Regions from separate parts of the Sus scrofa genome. Here region 1 is linked to region 2. The links are chromatin contacts, called in public Hi-C maps. All regions are on one chromosome and are shown on one strand. The core of a region is the stretch at or near the end of the contact, and the rest is flanking DNA. Distances in the headings are between cores, read along the strand shown.

The links. Hi-C and Micro-C count contacts between places; a contact is called where the count stands out from the background.
Region 1: a contact with region 2 is called in a Hi-C map of alveolar macrophages, with 2.2 times the contacts expected there. The contact joins the enhancer-like site here to the promoter of PCNX1 in region 2. A contact is called at or near these places in 1 of 5 promoter capture datasets (liver), 20 of 47 Hi-C or Micro-C datasets (alveolar macrophages, blood, embryonic fibroblasts and 10 more) and 2 of 2 datasets of contacts at active chromatin or transcription factors (alveolar macrophages and skeletal muscle).

Annotation. Positions count from the first base shown.
Region 1 is chr7:94,499,431-94,502,504 of Sscrofa11.1, forward strand. It overlaps PCNX1 (pecanex-like protein 1), which reads left to right. Exons shown (of 34, transcript XM_021099425.1): 3 at 735-840. Among named protein-coding and RNA genes, the nearest start is that of PCNX1, 56 kb to the left of the region's middle. Within about 2 kb of position 1,406, at least 3 of the 83 cell types and tissues checked have an H3K27ac peak or open chromatin away from gene starts, as enhancers often do. A contact at or near this core is called in alveolar macrophages, where this site is marked.
Region 2 is chr7:94,443,727-94,446,825 of Sscrofa11.1, forward strand. It overlaps PCNX1 (pecanex-like protein 1), which reads left to right and starts at 1,275. Exons shown (of 34, transcript XM_021099425.1): 1 at 1,275-1,810. The coding sequence starts at 1,658.

The DNA of each region.
Region 1 (3,074 bases), core at 156-2,655, 56 kb after region 2:
ATAAAATTTTGGAAAGTTTTTTGAAGTTTGGTGTGATCTTATTTCCCAGTTGGGAAATCCCATTATCTGTAAGTACTATATGTGGATATCCTCTCTGTTCTTTGAACCTAGTACTTTTCTCTCTCTCTTTCTACTACCTGTTGTTTCTATGTAGCATCATTTCACTTTTTTAACTTAGGCCTTCCAACTCAACATGTGCAAATTTAAAATCTTAGGTTTCTGGTTCTGTAAGACAAGTTAGTATCCCAGTTAAATTCTGTTAACTTAAAAAACACAGGTACAAATAGCTTGACAAGGACAGTTCTCAGCATGTTCATGCAGCACAATCAGGCCGTGCTCCTGGAGTGATCAGGTAATGTGAGATCTACAAGTGATAGATTTCTCTTTGCTACTGGAAAACAAAAGGCAAGCTGTGTCTTTGCTAGAGTGGTTTTATGGCACCTAACATAAAATATGTGCTGTATTTGGTATGCTACAGTTGTATTTAAGGCCAGTTTCTAATGTTGGATTGGATGTAGGCAGTTTGGGAGAGAGTTGTAAATATTTTGGAGCAGTGACATGGTTATAAAATAGTTGAAATTATCAGACTTATTGAAGAAGAATTTTTTTTCCAATTGCTGTATTAAATATATGAACCTCTTAATTTTACAGACAAAATAGCTTAAACAAGAAGAAAAACCATTTGTGGTAGAATAATGAAAGTTACTCTTCTTTTCTCATTTTTCCCCCAACAGTGATCCTGGTGGGGGGATCGAAATGTCCGAGTTCATTCGAGAGGCCACACCCCCAGTTGGTTGCAGTTCAAGAAATTCTTATGCTGGCCTAGATCCAAGCAACCAGGTAGGAACCTGTGCTGTTTTGTTTTGCTCTTCAACCTGCTTCTGATGGTGGTCTCACATATTCGCTGTATTGTCAGTTGTGTTTGGGTTTATCTTGCTGATTACTAATTTTTTGATTGTTTATCAGTCATCTTTTATTAATACTGTTTTAAACCAGAAATGTCATGTTAAATAAGTTCCTTGTTGCTGGGCACATTCTGTGTGCTCATTACCTGGGGGTAGTTTGGATCAAGACAGTCGTTGGTGAGCGCCTTTAGGAATGAGCTTCTAGCTTGTGCTTACCTTCACAGTGTCTGTATTGGAGAGGTAGAGGTGTTAGTAGTTACCCCTAGTTTAAAAGTGGCAACAAAAAAATGAAATAACTTCCTCAAAATCTCATTCAGGTTATCGATGGAACATCCTGAGCTGGAACTAGAATACAAGTCTGCTTTTGCCAATTTTAGTGTCTTTCTGCTATGTAACTTTTACTTTTAATTTAAAATAGTAATTTTGAAAGTATCTCGGAACTTTGCTGAAGCTGGCTTTACTTTCATTCTGTCTAACCCCAGCTGGGCGTTTTCTGCTGTACTTCTCCTTTTGAGCCCAAGCATCTCTCACACTGATCAAAAGTCCCAGTTATTGCTTCTTGCCTTCTCAGCAAATAAATGACTATACCAGCTAGAATAAAATTCTAGAAACATAAGATGGTAAGCTCAGTGAGAACTTTAAAGTGCTTATAGCTTTTTAGAACTAGAGATTAACCGTGAGTTTTAGTGGTCATTGTCTCAGCACTTTCATTATCTGGAAGAAGAAATAGCTGATTTAAAGAGTGTAGGCTGGACCTCACTTCTTGCTTTTCATGCCAGTCTTCCTCCTGTTACCCTGCACTGCATGTGGACTGAAACCGTCTTCCTTCCTCCTCTTTTGCGTTCCAGAGACTTAGCCCTCTTTATTCTCCAGCCTAACTCTTCTTAAAACCATCATGATTTTCAAAGACCTTGTGGTGTTGCCCCTTTCTCTTGCAGACAGAGCCCTTATTTATCGTATTTATTCAGCACTAAGTTTTTTTTTTTTTTTTCCCACTGTACAGCAAGGGGGTCAGGTTATCCTTAGATGTATACATTGCAGTTATAGTTTTTTCCCCCACCCTTTCTTCTGTTGCGACATGAGTATCTAGACATAGTTCTCAATGCTATTCAGCAGGATCTCTTTGTAAATCTATTCTAGGTTGTGTCTGATAAGCCCAAGCTCCCGATCCCTCCCACTCCCTCCCCCTCCCATCAGGCAACCACAAGTCTCTTCTCCAAGTCCATGATTTTCTTTTCTGAGGAGATGTTCATTTGTGCTGGATATTAGATTCCAGTTATAAGTGATATCATATGGTATTTATCTTTGTCTTTCTGGCTCATTTCACTCAGGATGAGATTCTCTAGTTCCATCCATGTTGCTGCAAATGGCATTATGTCATCCTTTTTTATGGCTGAGTAGTATTCCATTGTGTATATATACCACCTCTTCCGAATCCATCATCTGTCGATGGACATTTGGGTTGTTTCCATGTCCTGGCTATTGTGAATACAGCACTAAGTTTTTGATGTATGAGGTAGTTTGTAACTCTATACAGGGGAGATTTCCCTCTTTTTTTCCACTGCCTATATATTGCCTTCTGCACAGTTGACTTTCGGTTCATCATTGCTAAATACTTTTTATCTATAGAGGTAAGAACAATTTGGTGGTAGAAATCAGACCTGGCTCCTCATTTAACAAATGAATGAGTAGCAGACCTAGTTCTCTTGACTGTCCCACAGTATTCTGCTATTCCACATTGCTAGCTGTACACAACCTAAAAATAAAATTATGAAAGATACCGTATTCTGTGAATTAAAATCTTTACTAGGGCCTTTTTTCCCTCATGTATTCATAAAAAATTGCCTTTTTTTTGATTTGCATTTCTGATTTATTTGGATTGCTGCATTTTGGTAACAGTTTTAATTATGAGTGAGTGTAAAACAACTGTTTTAGGTCCTTAAATGTGTCTTCTTTCCTTAACAAGCAGATGGAGTGGGGAACAAATGAATTTTTTTTTTTTTTTTTTTTTTTTAAGGAAAAAAAAGGGAGTTCCCATCATGGCTCAGTGGTAATGAACCCACCTAGGATCCATGAGGATATGGGTTCAATCCCTGGCCTCACTCACTGGGTTAAGGATCCAGCATTGCCGTGAGCTATGGTGTAGGTTGCAGGTGGGGCTCGGATCCC
Region 2 (3,099 bases), core at 25-2,524:
GCCACAGGTGACCAGAAGCTGAGCAGTTATCCACCAGTTCAAACTCTTATCTGAACAGATAAGATGTAAAGTGCTGCGAAATAAACTGCCAAAATTCAGTTCATGCATTTAAGACGACTGCTGGTTGCAGAAGTCTTCTCAACCACTTATTACTTGAGAGAACTTGGGCAATCATTTAGTTTCTTTGAACTCTGGTTTCCTAATTCATAAAATAAGGATAGCCTCTAGGCTGTTCTTAACAGGAGTATTGTGAAGGTCAAATGAAATGGATGTGGAAATTCCTGAACTGTGAAGTGACTCTGGGAGGTATTGCAATAGGTTTTCAATACTCTTCTGAAAACTTCACCCCCGGTTTCTTTTGGCTCTCTTTTCTTGTTAATTATAGCAACTTTAATCCAAGAATACAGAGTACTTTTATTGCTATCATAAACTCAAACTGCAAACTCTTTTTAAAAAAATTTCATTCAATGAGATCAGACGTGCCTTATAAACATTACACAGAGCCAAGAATGATTCCCAGTCTTTACAGCTATAAAAAGTGCAAGATCTTATTGTGAATTGGGGTGGAGCCACAGTTAATCTTTCAACCCTGTTTAGATTGGCCCATTAATAAAAATGGCTGCAAGTTACAGCACGTTAAAAAAATAAAATCACCATGTACAATGATCAAGCTGTCCAGCCCATACTTTTACATCTCTTACAACTTCTATTAATTTAATCTGTCTTTGCACGTAGTAAATCTGTCCAATCCTGGCCGTGGTTATTTTTCTGTCAAGAGCCTCCAGCTCATTCCACGGGCCAACACAGTTCTTGCTCAAATTGGGTGCATTTGTGATTCTTTTCAATCGTCATCAGCTGTACCTAATTCTTTCACGTCTTCAGTGAGTATCTTGGATATTAGCCTCGTTGTTCCCAGGTCTTTAATAAATATAAAACGTCAGCCAGGATGCTGACAAGGTTCCAAAGTTAAGGCTTTGGAGAGTGGAAGACCCGGTTTCTGGACTGCTCACGGAACTTGCCAGGGTCGCGAGGCGGGAACACAGAGGGGTCTCCCACAGCCCGGACTCTCCGTCCCCGGAACCTCGGCAGCCCCGCCCCCAGGCCTGGGCTCGCGAGCGTTTCTCCCGGGCGCCGGCAGGAGGCGCCCGCGGCGGCGCAGGGGCTGCGCGCACCCGTGGGGAGCCGGCCCAGGGGGCGGAGGGAGAGGAGAGGAGGAGCCGGAGGGGGCGCGGCTTGCTCCCGGTCGCTCCCGGGCGCCGGGCCTCCTTCTCCGCCTGGCCCAGGGCTGGCGGCCGGCGGGGGTCGCGGCGGCGGCGGCGGTGGCGGCAGCGGCGCTGGCGGGCCGCGGGCGGCGGGGGCCCGGCTCCGGGTGTTAGGAGACAAGATGGCGGCTGCGCTCTGGAGGCCGGTCTCCTCTTCTCCGCTCTCCTCCGCCCCGCCGCTCGCCGCCTCCTCCTCGGTCTCCTCCTCCTCGTTCGCTGCCTCCTCCTCCTCCTCTTGCAGCAGCCCTAGCGACCGCCGAAGCGCCGGCCCGCTCTCCCGGAGCTCCGGAGGCGGATAGACGGGGCAGCTGCGGGCTCTGGTGACCGAGGCAGAGCTGGGGCCGGGGCGGGGACCGCGGCGGCGGCGGCGGCGGCGGAGGCGGCGCCGGGTGGGGATGGGGTCGCAGACGCTGCAGATCCTCCGGCAGGGGGTGTGGGCCGCTCTCAGCGGGGGATGGTACTACGACCCGCACCAGGCCACGTTCGTGAACGCGCTGCACCTCTACCTGTGGCTCTTTCTGCTCGGCCTACCCTTCACCCTCTACATGGTGAGTTGTGGGGGCGGGGAGGAGGGTGGCTCCTAACCCCCTTCTGGCTGGCCGGGTTCCCCGAGTCCAGCGGGCGGTCGCGCCTCCCTGGCTCCGGGCGGGGAGTGCGCCCTCTTCGCCTTCCCCGTACTGTCCCGATCCCCCGCGGGCCCACCGCCCCCTTGGCTCTAGTGCTCCCCTCCCCCACGCGTACTCCCCGCTCTTCTCTCCCTGGAGGGCTTCCCTTATTTCAGGGATGACGGGAGAAGCGGATCAGCAGCAGCCCCCGCCTCCCTCCGCGCCCCACCCTGGGGTGGGGGTGCCCAGCCCGTTTACGGGGAAAGAGTTGCTTCCTAGGCCCCTCCTTCGAGGTTCCTGATCCTGCCCCCCCCCTTTCTACCCGGGTGGGTAAAGCCTGACGGGGGCTCCCTGCCTCCGCATTTGGGGTGGGCGCCGAGCATTGTGCTCCCAAGGGGCCGCCGCCTCCATCCCTGGCACGCGTGCTTATTTGCGCTCCGTTCCTCGGGCGCCGGGCACCCCTTGGGCACTCCCTTCCCCCGAGGCGGTTCTCGCTCCGCCTCTCCGGGGAGTACTCTCCTTCCACCTCGCCTCTAATCCGCGTGCGGAGCCTTTGGAGCGGGGGAAGAGCGTGTGCCGCTCGGTTTGGAATGTATTTGTGGGGCATCCGGGCCCTTAACTCGCTTAGACGTGGTGGTTGAAAATCTGGCTCTCACTCTTCCTGCCTCTCAAAATCCTATTTTTGCTTACCACTGGTTCAGTTCTGTTCAGCGCCTTGGTCGGTGACTGTTATTTCCAGGCCAGCTTTGGGGGGAGGGAGCGGGGGAGATACGGGGAAATTTGGCTGGCATTTCAGCAGATTTGTTTGGGTTGGTTCAAGGCCTTTTACTGATAGGAAAGAGAAAGTACTGCCTGTTGCTGAATTCGGTACGATCAGCTTCTTCAGCTTCCCCGAATGATCTAGCTTTTTAACCTGTATTTTCACTGAAAGTTGTAAGCGCATTTTCTTTTTTTAAAACACATTAGGTTAGGGTGGGGCATTAGGGAGACTAATATGGAAGAGAGGTGATACTTAAGCTTCAGTTAAAACTTTAAAAGTGACCGGAAGGGAGGTAAGGTTTGTAACTTTATTTTAGGAGGCCTTTGAGTGTATTTCTGTTGACTTTATGCTTCTTCGTGGAGCTGTAGTAAGGATGCTGGATGAGAAGGTCTGGGAATATGACTACATCAGTGTTAAAGGTGAGGATACCCAGTTCTTTCCGAAGTGAAGCCCATTTTCGCTAATTGGCAGA